Linked DNA regions of Mus musculus: region 2 is linked to region 1. Evidence: chromatin contacts called from public Hi-C data. All regions are on one chromosome and are shown on one strand. The core of a region is the stretch at or near the end of the contact, and the rest is flanking DNA. Distances in the headings are between cores, read along the strand shown.

The links. A called contact is a pair of places that touch in the nucleus more often than the background predicts.
Region 2: a Hi-C map of bone marrow-derived macrophages shows a contact between it and region 1, with 24 read pairs. The contact joins two enhancer-like sites. A contact is called at or near these places in 11 of 39 promoter capture datasets (the 3T3-L1 cell line, the C10 cell line, the HPC-7 cell line and 6 more), 1 of 15 datasets of contacts at CTCF or cohesin (large pre-B cells), 5 of 484 Hi-C or Micro-C datasets (bone marrow-derived macrophages, cranial neural crest, nephron progenitors and 2 more), 1 of 115 datasets of contacts at active chromatin or transcription factors (Th17 cells) and 4 of 9 other capture datasets (adipose tissue, embryonic stem cells, liver and 1 more).

Annotation. Positions count from the first base shown.
Region 1 is chr2:31,190,297-31,196,457 of GRCm38.p6, forward strand. Gpr107 (G protein-coupled receptor 107) reads left to right here. Exons shown (of 18, transcript NM_178760.4): 14 at 1,551-1,594. Among named protein-coding and RNA genes, the nearest start is that of Gm22516, 3.7 kb to the left of the region's middle. Within about 2 kb of position 3,890, at least 8 of the 459 cell types and tissues checked have an H3K27ac peak or open chromatin away from gene starts, as enhancers often do. A contact at or near this core is called in bone marrow-derived macrophages, where this site is marked.
Region 2 is chr2:31,022,339-31,028,499 of GRCm38.p6, forward strand. Fnbp1 (formin binding protein 1) reads right to left here. Exons shown (of 17, transcript NM_001177648.1): 17 at 3,868-6,161. It overlaps Usp20 (ubiquitin specific peptidase 20), which reads left to right. Exons shown (of 25, transcript NM_028846.5): 25 at 1-317. Among named protein-coding and RNA genes, the nearest start is that of Gm39786, 29 kb to the left of the region's middle. Within about 2 kb of position 3,418, at least 62 of the 459 cell types and tissues checked have an H3K27ac peak or open chromatin away from gene starts, as enhancers often do. A contact at or near this core is called in bone marrow-derived macrophages, where this site is marked.

The DNA.
Region 1 (6,161 bases), core at 2,640-5,139:
AAGACCTCTTCCTAGCTGCCTGGAAGCCATTCTTCTCCTGACTGGCTTTAGATCAAGATGTAAAACTCTCAGCTCCTTTTCCAGCACCATGTCTGCCTGGACGCTGCCATGATTCCTGCCTTGATGACAATGGACTAAATCTCTGAACCTGTAAACCAGCCCCAATTAAATGTCCTTTATAAGAGTTGCCTTGGTCATGGTGTCTCTTCACAGCAATGAAACCCAAAACTAAGACAACCTACCTCCAGTGACATGCCCACTTCTAGAAGGTCACACCTCCTAATCCTTCCCAAACAGTCCCACCAGCTGGAGACACAGCACTCAAGTATATGAGCTTATGGGGGGCATTCTCATTCAACCACCGTAAGCATAGAGCTACTAGTGGTCATTTCTTGTCACCTGATCCAGCTCTGAGCAGGTGCCTAATGACAAGATTCCTTGTGCACATTCTGAAAATTGCTGTAAGAGATGAGGTTTTAATAAATATAGAAGAAACCGTATCAGTGGGCCACTGAGATGGAGTTTTATCCCTGGGACCCACATGGGAAAAGGAGAAAACCAATACCAGCAGGTTGTCCTCCGCCATGCACACATGTGCGTGTGCACACACGTACACATTGAGTTCAATACAAGTAAATAGCACTATTAAATTTTTGAAATACTTGATCCAGCCAGCCTTGGTTCAGCACTGTCATAAATCACCTTTATGCTGGTAGCATTGATGTGCTCATTTCTCATGAAGCTGGGTATTTTACTGAGGCTTTAGAAGTGGTTTATCTATAGATAAGAGGGTCAGCCTTAGAACAGGAGCCCTGCCTGCGAATCCCTGGCTCGATTCCCTTGCACGTCCTTGTCTGTCTGCTCAATGCAGGCTTTCCCCTGTGGCTGTGAGCTGTACCTGCAGCTCCAAGTCTTTCTGATTTTATGTCTTGTTCTTTGAGCAGGGATTCACTGGGGAGCTCTGTCCAGCCTGATGCTCACCATAGCTCAGGGTGGTCTTGAACTCTCAGCAGGCCTCCTGTGTCAGCCTCCTGAATGCTGGGATTGCAGGCCTGCACCACAGTGCCTGTCTCCAAGGCACCTTTAATAATGTTACTGTCCCCTGTCTAGACCATAATGGTGGTGATTAGTTATTAGAGACTGGCCTCTTCCAGGTCTGTGAATCTTACCAAGTGCAATGAGCTCGTGTCAAGCCCCAGACCGTCACAGCTGCTAGGAATCAGCAGTCACTTTCTCTGGGGTCCTTTCCCTGCCTAGCAGTGCTGCTAGTCTTCAGAGGGACAGGGGAGTCTGCGGAGTGAGAGCAGAATTGTTTCTCTCGCCCCTCCTGCTGGCCCTGATTCTGCCAGCAGAGGTCCTCTCCCCCCAACCTGAGCACCAGGCCAAGGGTGGACTGACACTGGTCTCTTGTTTTAAGGAGGGGGCTGTCTAGTCATCTGGTCCAGATACTTTGGTTTATAATGGGGCTTGGGTCCCAAGCTTCTAGAGCCATAAATAGAAGCGAATGCAGGCTCGCCCACTAACCTTTGTCTCCGCGTGGTTATTTTTAGGTCAATCAGGCATTTACAAGAAGCCTCCGCCACAGATGGAAAAGGCAAGTGTCTGCTGCTCCCCGTGCTCCTTGGGCTGCACTGACATTCACCCTGACCACCGGGACAGGATCGGGGACAGGAGAGGCAGGGCTGGGACACACTCTGGGGGGCAGCAGGTGCTGTGTTACAGGGAGGCCTGGGGCAACAGCCATGGGTCACTTCTGCTGGCCATTTTCATTGTGATCTTTACTTATTTTCTTAATTACTAAAAAATTTTGTTCTGTTTTTCTTTTCTTTTTTTTTTTTTTTTTTTTGGGTTTTTGGTTTTTTGAGACAGGGTTTCTCTGTGTAGCCCTGGCTGTCCTGGAGCTCACTCTGTAGACCAGGCTGGCCTCACACTCAGAAATCAGCCTGCCTCTGCCTCCCGAGTGCTGGGATTAAAGGCGTGTGCCACCACGCCTGGCTTGTTTTGTTTTTCAAGACAGGGTTTCTCTGTCCTAGAACCCACTCTGTAGATCAGGCTGGCCTGAAACTCAGAGGTCCATCTGCCTGCTCAGATTAAAGATCTTCACCTTTCAAAACCAAATCCAATAGGAAGTCTTGTCTCAGGAGAGACTGTTGGAGTCTGGGAAAGGTCGGAGAGCAGTGGGCTGTGGGAACACTGGGTCTGGGGGTGGAGGTGGCAGCGTGTGGCTTCCTTCTGGCTGCTGCAACACAGTGCATGCCTGTGTTTCTCCAAAGTGAGAGACTCAGGCCAATAAAGCTCTGTGTTGCCTGGTGTCCAGCCCTGAGCTCTGATGTCTGCAGGCGAGCTTGCCTTTGCACCTGATGCCCAGCAGAGAATGACCCATGTGTTTCTGCTCTACACCAGTCTGCGGACTGGCCCACAGGGTGGGGAACAGCTCTTGGAACACATGAAATTGCTCCCCTAGCTGCACCCCAGAACTTCATCACTGAGCAGTTGTTGTTAGAAAAGTATGGATTCATTTTAGACAAAACACGCTAGCTATATATCATTTTCTAGGCTTGATAACGTAGATCACTTTGTTTTATTTTGGGGGTTGTTTAGTGGGTTTGGTGTTGAGATGAAGTACAACGTGGACATTACCACTGAGCTGCCCGTCCTCCCGGCTGTGTCCACAGGACTCCCGGCTTTGAGGGTTCAGTTCTCTTCAAGACCTGACTGTGCTCACTGGGTATTTATGTTCTGTTCAGCTTGGGCCTAGAATAGCCCATACACTGTCCAGGCTTCTGCAGCACTGGGCAGCCCTGTATAGGAGGCGCTCACTGCCCGTCGAGGCCTCCACACGTGCTCAGGGCCAGCTTTGGTTCTCTCTAGTGCTGAGATTCAGACTTCCTGTCATTCCTTCTTCTTTCTTCCCAAGGGCTTTGGCACCCCCTCCCCCCACCACCACCCCGCATCACACCCTCAGCAGCTGGAGCACAGGCAGTTTGTTTGGGCATCAGGCCTGTAACCTTGCCACCCTCTGCAGTGGGCAGAAGAGAGCCTTAGGAATCACCTGGTCTGGGAGAAAGCCTGCCTGGCTATGTTCAGGAGTGTTTTGAGCCCATTGTTGTTGTATGTACATTATATTAAAAGGTGGCATTGCTTTTATAACTTAATGCATAGGGGCTTTTTACAGGGTTTTATTATTATTATTATTTGATTTTTTGAGACAGGGTTTCTCTGTGTGGCCCTGGCTGTCCTGGAACTCACTCTGTAGACCAGGCTGGCCTTGAACTCAGAAATCCGACTGCCTCTGCCTCCCAAGTGCTGGGATTAAAGGTGTGCGCCACCACTGCCCGTCCTCAGTGTATTAAGATGAGATTTTATTTATTCATTCATTCATTCGTTCCTTCATTCCTTCATTTCATGTGCGCATTGTTCTGCCTGCATATAGTCTATATTCCATATGAGTAATTCACAGACAGCTGTGGTACTGTCCTGGGAATTGAACCCAGGTCCTCTGGGGGAGCAGCCAGTGCTCAGAACCGCTAAGCCACCTCTCCAGCCCTTTTTGTGTTTTTGGTTTTGTGTTTTGGTTTTGTTCTTTGAGACCAGTCTCACTGACTACCCTGGAACTCACAGAGATCCTCCTGTCTCATGCTACCTTTCTCCTTGCACGTTTTGGTGTTTCTAAATTAATATCCTAGAGGTAGTGCTCCCCAAGTGGAAAGTTCTGCCTGATTGTCTCCTAGGCTGTGTGGTCCCCTGGTGATGGGATGGCCTTTGGCCCTTTTTTACCATCTTTCGCTACTTGTCATTCTAGCTTCTGCCCATTTTGCTGTCCCTGCTTTGTCCTCCATCTTGTCCTGGGTGTGACTGGAGATTGGTCTGTGATGATTCATCCACAGTGCTCTTGGTTGAGGATGGCAAGAAAGAACTTAGCCTTGGGTAGACAGCACGGCAGGTCCTGCAATGAAGACAGTCTGCAGAAAAGTTATCTTTTTCTCAACCTTCCTAACGCTGCCACTCCTTAATACAGTTTGTCATGTTGTGGTGACCCCAACCATAAAGTGATTTTTTTGCTACTTTATAACTAATTTTGTTACTGTAATGAATGGTAATGTAAACAATTGTGTTTTCAGATGGTCTTAGGTGACCCCTGTGTGTTAAACCCTCAATGGGGTCAGGACCTCCAGCTTGAGAACTGTGGGTGTATAGATCAGGGTCACACGAGGCTGTTCTTCTGCCTTCCACTGGGTGGCAGTATGTGACTTCTCTATTTGTAAAAATGATCTTGCATCCCAGCCTAGGAGTTACACCCTCACAGAACCCCTTGTCCAGAAGAAAGGCGAGTGACAGAATGGGGGACTCTTCTCTACAGGGTGTTTTTGAACTGACCCATAAGTGTGGACTTTACTCTGTTCTTCGAAAAACAACTTCCAGAGTCAAAGAAGCCATGTTCCCATGGAGGAAGTTCCCCAGAGAAGCATGGGTATCAGCATACTGGGCTAGCAGGCCAGGGTCAGTGTCACCACAGTGTGGCCTTGCCTGTGGGGCAGGCGCTGGCTGCTGGTTCCTAGTATGTGGTGGGTCCTCCGGCCCCTTGGCCACTCTCTGTGGGTCTTGCCTGTCTTAGGACAGCCAGCCTCAGTCTGTTGAGGGTGTGGAGGCCCCAGGGTCAGCTGGAGCCTGGTGCTCCACTTCGTCTTCTATTGCCTTGTTCCCTGGCCTTCACCATGACTCCGGCTTGTGTAGGCGCAGTGAGGCTGAGGAAGCGGGAAGATGCTGTTGAGCTGTTGAGCGTGGCTTTTGGAGAATGTTGGTTGGGCTCGTGTGTACCCCTGCTCTCTCGAGTCCCTTTGGCTGAACTTGAAGAAGCCCAGAGGGAAGCGATAAGGAGCAGCTGCCTGAGTCTGCCCTTTTCATTCCCACCACATTGCCGAAGCATCTCTCTGTCCATAGCTTTGAGGCGCCTGGGTGAGTCTCATAAGAGAGTGTGCAGTGGCTCTCTGTGCTCCAGCCAAGATCTACTGGCTGCTTGGCCCTGGAACCTGCAGGATTCTTCCTTGCTCCAACTCTCTGTCTTACAGCACTGGCTTGGGGACATGCTGATAACTTGATTGACGGGCCCTACCTCTAGTCATCCTTTCTTGCCTTCTGTTCCTGAGGGAAAGGCAGGAGAAGTATTCTAAAGAGCCTTCCATTTTACATCCACTTCAGAAAGATGTGGTGATGGGAGAGCTGCAGGCTGGTGGAGGCATGGCCTCATTCTGAGCGACCTCTCCATAGAACACGGTTCCAATACCGTCTTGGGGCTCTTTAGGTCACAGTGGCTTCATAGACCATTTTTAGTACAGTCTTAGTTATTGATCTATTGCTTTGAAGAAACACCATGCCACAACAACTCTTATAAAGGACAGTGTTTAATTGGGGGCTTGCTTACAGTTTGATCATGGCAAGGGACATGGTGGCAGGCATGGCAGCAGGGTGCTGGAGAGCTACATCCTGATCTAAAGAGAGAGAGAGAGAGAGAGAGAGAGGGAGAGGGAGAGGAGGGAGAAAGAGTGAGAGTGAGAGAGTGAGTGAGAGCCTGGAGAGAGAGAGAGAGAGAGAGAGGGAGAGAGAGAGAGAGAGAGAGAGAGGAGGAGGAGGAGGAGGAGGGAGAGAGAGTGAGAGTGAGTGAGAGTCTAGACCCTAGGGGGCCATTCTTACTCAAACCACCACAAGCAGCTCTTTTCTCAGAGTGCCTCACGGGTGCAGACGTGTTACAATGGTGTCTGTGCAGGGTCAGAGCTGCCCCACCACAGCAACTACCAAGTTCTTTTATTTATTACATTTTACTTTGTTTTGTGCACGAGTCTTTTGACTGTGTATATGTATATATACCAGATGCGTGTCTGGTACCCTGAGGCTAGATAAGGGCACCAGATCCCCTGGGGCTCGGAGTTACAGGCTGAGTCGCCACATGGGTGCTGAGAATCCAACCCAGCCCCTCTCAAAGAGCAGTGAGTGCTCTTACCCTCAGAGTCGTCTCGAGCCAGGCCACCAAGTTGTTCCCTGGTGCCTGCTTGTCGGGTGAGCCAGGTTTGTGTTCTCTGAGTGCCTGTGTCGATCCAGCAAGTGTTTGTGTCATCAAGTCTCAGCCCCAGGGTGGCAAGTAGAAAGTCCATTTGGTCTTGCGG
Region 2 (6,161 bases), core at 2,168-4,667, 170 kb before region 1:
CAGGGCAGGGTGTTCAAAGCTAAGTCTGGAGTGGTGAGGGGGGGATCCTGGGACCAAGAGGGCTCCAGTGGCCACCTGTCTCTTCAGAAGTGGGTACCAGCAGCTCATCCCCAAAGGCCTGGGTGTTCAGTGTCCCACTGTGGTGGGTGGCAAGTGGGTCCATGGCCGGCTGCTGCTGGGACGTGCCCTGTTGGCTGCCATCTTTTGAAGTCTCTGTTGTAGAGCCCTTAGCTCATTGCACTACTGTGACGCAGTCTGGTTTGTGTTCAGAATGTCACAATAAATACTTGTTCCTCTCCTGCCCCTAGCTTGTACTGTGACACTGTGGCGTCTGCCTTCAGTGGTGATGAACACAGCCAGAGACCCTGTGGAAGCTTCTGGCAAGAGCTGGTGGAACACTTGAAATACCAACTGTATCTTTACCCCACCAACCCACCAACCACACAGAGGGCCCAGCAGGGATGTGTTAGTGGCCAGCACATCCCACATATTGGCTTCCCAACTCCAGTCCCATCTATATTTGCTTTCTGGGGGAAGAAGAATTAGAGTTTGTATCACTTTAAAAGCATTCAGTTAGGGACTTGGGGTGTAACTCAGTGGTCAAGCCTGTTATGGGTCCCACGTTTAATCAGTTCTGTGTGGGAGAGTTGACTGTGGCCATTGATGTCCCGCCATACTGAAGGGCTTAGGAGCACAGAATAGAAACCAAGGTTAAAACCTTCCCAAAGCCAGAAGCAATGATGATCTCTAGACCAGCGTTGGCAAGGCAGAGGGAGGAGGGTCAGGAGTTCAAGATCAGCTACATAGTGGGCTGGAGGCTAGCCTGGGCTATAGACTTCATCTCAAAACAAACAAAAAGTCCACTAAACAAAAAGTCACCTTTAGAACTGGGAATATGCCTCTGTTGATAGAGAATCCATCTATCTGATATGCATGGATTCAGTCCCCACCACTTAATCCAGGACTGGTGGAACCGGCTTGAGTTAGAAACTACAGGAGGAGGCAGAAGGGTCAACCTTGGCCACCTGATGAAACGAGGAGGCCGGTCTAGACTACACGAGTCCCTGTGCCCCACCTCTGTTTACATGTAACAAGTTACTACCTGTGGGGGGCTTCCCAAGGTGAAATTCTGTCTGGAGTTATTTCAGGGGCTTGGTAACTGTGGGAAAATGAGCAAGCTAGAAATGACCCTGATTTGCCTCAACATATACCTGTAGTTTTCTTGAAATAAATACTCAGCTCTTAAGATGCTCTGGTGAACCTATCTAGCAACTCAACTAGTCGGTAGCTATTTACCCAAGCTGAGACACAGAAGAAGTTCCTGGGGCCTGGGAGGTGGGACCAGTTTCCAGCCCTACGGCAGGTTCTTTGAGGAGGAGTCTGGGAAGGACGGTGCCTCTCTGTGGAAGCAGGTGACCATCCATCACTGCAGAGCAGGTGGCTGGCCCTTGGGGACCCATGCAATTTCTAATTGTCTACGGTTCTGTCCACAAAGTTGCATGGACTGCAAGCGCGTACTTTCTGTCCATGTTCTGCTTTAGATCCAAGGCAAAGACAACCATCCTGAGTCTACCTAATTCTGAGCCAGAAATCAGTAGAATTTTAGCATCAGGCTTCCTCTCTCTCCGGGACCAGGAGAATGGAGCAGAGAAAATTGGTATAGATGCACCAGTACCAACCTGGACCCTGAAAATAGAGCAGCTAACCTTGAGGTCCTCACATGGAGAGGTGTGTGTGTGTGTGTGTGTGTGTGTGTGTGTGTGTGTGTGTGTGTGAGGCCGCACAGACTGGTGCTGTCCCTTTCTGGGGCACTGTCCAGCAGGACACTGCAGGACTGGAAATATCCTTCCTGCCTGCCTGGTTCTAAGGACAAAGGCAGTTTGTCCCTAGTTGATGTCACTAAAAACCAACTGGACAGGGACGAGTATGTTCCAGATGGAGTCTAATGGGTACCTTATATGACACCGAGGGGCTACTGGGCGCTGGTTGGTTGTCTTCCCATATTTGGACACCAGAGGGAAGGACTGCAGGGACTAGGGAAATGAGGATTCTTTTTGAGTGATGGGCAGAGTCAGGAGACATCTATCCCTCCAAGCTTAGTCTACCTTTTAATTTTTTTGCAGAAACAGGGTTCTGCTATGTAGCCCAGGCTGGCCTGGAACTCCTGAAAACCCAGGTTACAGCTGCCACATTCACTGCCCAGCCACCACCTACTTTCTCAGAACACAGTGCTCATGTTTGATAGCAGCAATTTGAGAGTCCTTTCTTTTGATTCTCTGATTTGGGAGCCACAAAGACTCTGCTGCCTCCATCCCCTGAGCCATTCTACTGCCCAGCAGCAGCAGTTAAGAGTGTGACTTGGGGTCTCACAAAGCTGATACTGGAGGGGAAGAGGGGAGATGAGGGATTTCCCAGCCCCTTAGGCTTCCTCCATAGTCACTTAGGGATGCTACTTCAGTTCTGCTTTCTTCCACTAGGGGTCGACATTCTCTCACCAAGGCGCCTGGGGCCTGGGTGTGGCCAGGGCAAGGGGGCGCTGAGGGTGCCTGGGCCAGTTGGTATTTCCAGAATATTTGGAGCTGGTATTTGGAGAAACCCAGCCCAAGAGCATGTGACTGTTCTGATCTTGTGAATTAAGAACGTCTCTGCAACCCCAGTACCAGGATAGCAATTACAGCCCACTCCCTGGTTTGGAGCCATGTCACCTGCTTTGTTAAGAGTGTCAGAGCCAAAGAGATACCTGGTTCAGATCTAAAGTCCTTTCTGAAGGAACAACCAAGTCTTCAAAGAACATTCTGGAAATGGCTTTCCAAAATTAATCTTTTGCTAGCAACAGTCACCTGGTACTCTCCAGCACATTGTCCCTATGATGAATGGTAATTTATTAGCCCAGACCAGCCTTGAACTGGCCCTGGCCCTCCTGTGTCTACCTCCTGAGTATTACAGTCTTTCAAAGCCAGCTGTGGGACCTTGCTCTCCAACAGGCAAGCCAGTGGGTATCAGGCATGTGCCACCCACCCGCTTTAAGACAGGGTCTGACTATGTAGTCCTAGCTGGCCTGAAACTCACCATGTAGTCACGCTGGCCTGGAATTCACAGAGATCCTCCTGTCTCTGCCTTCTGAGTGCTGAAATTGAGGGTGTGTGCCAACACTCCAGGCCTGCATGTGGTCCTTTAGACTCAAAGAGTGCTGACCTGGTTTACAGATCTAGCCTAGTCATCGGGAAGAGGGGCATAAGTGGACCGTGACCATGTCCTCCTTGCTTAAACTCCCCCCACACACATTGGCATCCCTGAGGGCAGAGGCCAACCAGCTGGAGGAGGAGGGGCAAAAAAGGAAATGCTCACTTGCCAAGGAGTCACCCCCATCAGAACTACTTCCCCCACATGCCTGCCATTCCTGGACACAATGTGTCACTGTGATAGGACGTGGAAGTGACATTTATAGATGAGGAGGTCCCTAGCCTTTCCCTGGGTACAGTGACTCCTCTTGAGTTTACATAGTGATAGAGAAGACCAGAGGCCAGCCATCAGCCTTGGGAGCTTCTGTGACTAGAATCCTTCCCTCCCTGAGTGTGTATGTGTGTGTGTGCAATTTTTTATGGGTGTGTTTCATCAACTTACACATATAGGAGACCAGATCACTATCATTGGGTATTGCTCTCTGTCACTTTCTTAAGTTGTTTGAGGCAGGTCACACTGTGTAACCTTGGGTGTCCTGGCTGTCCTTGAACTCACAGAACTCTACCTGCTTCTGCCACCCCCTAGTGTTGAGGGTTCAGGCAGGCGCCTGCTGTGCTCAGCTTTTTACCCACTAAGCCATCTCCCCAGGCCCAGCGTCATTTCTTCATACAACAGAGAACCAGGTACACTAGAAGTTATACTTTATTTAACATTGAAAGGACTAACATTTAATTACATGGGTAAGAGTGCTCTCTACTGAAAGCACTTTGTTTGGTTTTAATTCCACCTCCAGAGTCACAGGCAAGACCAAGACCTGACAGCTCTGAGGGCCTTCCCAACAGTGCCCTGCCCTCAAGGCTTAGAATTAGCACGCACACACACACACACACACACACACACACACGCACACACACACACACACACATACAGAGGCACACACACACATACACGAACTTGCACACGCATGATTTAAAAGGTGCTTGATGTCAGGTTAAAAGAGAAGTTGGGGCCAGTATTAGAGACATTTTGGATGTTATACAGACACAAAATCAAAAGGAATCACAAAACGGCAATTTCTGGGAAAAATACTGGCAGGAACGGAACTTTTTTTTTTTAACTTCATGTGGACATTCTACGTTCACTACAGATGCCACCAGAAGGCATTAATGGCCTCCCTGTGTGTTGTTTGGGCTGGGGCCCTGGATAAGCATGCTCAGCCTAGAGGGAGGGGCCATTGCAGCTTCACGTCCTGCATAGAAAAAAAAAAAGCGGTAAATGTCACGTTCCTTTTATTTCCATCTCTAAGTCATCTGCAGGGCAGGTTCTTTTACAGTGAGTCATTCTTGTCTCAGCACACTAGCAGCTAGGGGTGACAGGCAGTGGGTCCTGGGGACAGGGAGTGTAGAGCTTCTGGGGAAATCCTGCATTCCCTTCCCCCCAGAGCCAGTACAGTTCCACAGGATGTCCACGGCAGACCGACTTTCTCAGAGAACGGCCTGAAGACGCTCATCCACCATCCTTTCTGGATGTAAGGTAGTACAGGAAATTAAAAAAGAAGTGAGGGGACACAGGGACAGGCGCAGGCTTTAAAGGTCATCTGAAGAAGACTGGCAGCCTCTCCATTTTACCTTTGTGGCAAGTCTTTCCTTGTCCTTCATGCATTAATGAGATCTGTGAACAGACCCATAAAAAACACTCTGGAGGGGGCTGTGGTCAGCCCAACTTGCTGAAAGTCAGAGGTTCTGGAGTTAGATGCCTGGTAACCTGCTGGAGCGAAACTGCCTGGGCCACAGGTCAGACTAACTGTGTCAGCGCTGAGACCCTGACTCTTAGGTACCAGACTTCCATACTGTCCCCTAGGTCTTCCTCATGTGAGTCCTGAACAGCCTCACAGGGGTCCCAGAGGGCAGAGGGCAGTGTGCCGGGCTTGGCCTTACGGGGAGGAGGCGGGGCCAAGAAAGCCTGAAGCTAATCCTTGCTTGCTCTTGAAACCCAAAGCCAGGCCCACCTTGTCAGCTGCTCCCCCACCTTGGTACCCTCCCCTCTGCTCTGAGGTGGTACCTCACAAAATGTCTGTAATACTGGCCCCAATGCATGGATGTCAGCACTTCCACAAACCGTGGACAAAGCACAGGCCCAACCCTGAGGACCTGCCCTCTCTGTCCCTGTCTCTGGTTTTGTAAGACTTCCCTGTCTTTCATCCTCTGACTTGATGCTAAGCTACCAACTGCCCAGAGGGAGACGCCAACCTCCTCAAGCTCATACTTGTGGGGCACCCTTCACAGGGGCTTGTGGCCAAAGCCTTGAGTACTTCTGTACCAGGAAAGGAGAGAGTGGCTCAAAGGTGCGAAGGACCACCTCGGTACTCCCCCAAGCTCCACCACTCTAGGAGGGCAACAGCTTCAAAAGCGAGCTCCATCCATTCTCTGGGGCTTCTGGAGAACAGGATCCGATGAAGAAGCAGTGGCCAGAGCCATTGGAGGGACTACAAGAGGCACAAGGTCTTTGGTGGGAACAGAGGAGAGTCCTCAAATGCTACTTATGGGACTCCGCAGGCCCGCCTTACAGTAACTAGTGTGGCTGTGAGGCCCTCCATCACAGGGTACCACAAACAGGTAGGCAGCGCTCATAGAAGGTAGACACAGACAAGACAGCGGGGCTGGCCCACAAGCTGGATTTGGGACTCCAATATGAATTAGGGCCATGTAGATGGTTTATAACAAGAGTGGGGGTGAATGGGGGCTGGGTGCCCCAGTCCTACTCTAGATCCCCTGGAATGGAGTGTGGAAGGTAACAGTGCTGGATGACAGGGAAGGCCTGAGGCAGCAGCCTCTGGACATGAAGGACACATCTGACGATGAGTCCCAAGAGACGCATGGATGACAGCTGGGTGCTCAGTCCACCTGATGCACAACTGGCCCTCCTTGTCAGAATTTTGTTAGTCACCAGGAAACCAGGGGTGACAGTTGACAAAGGCA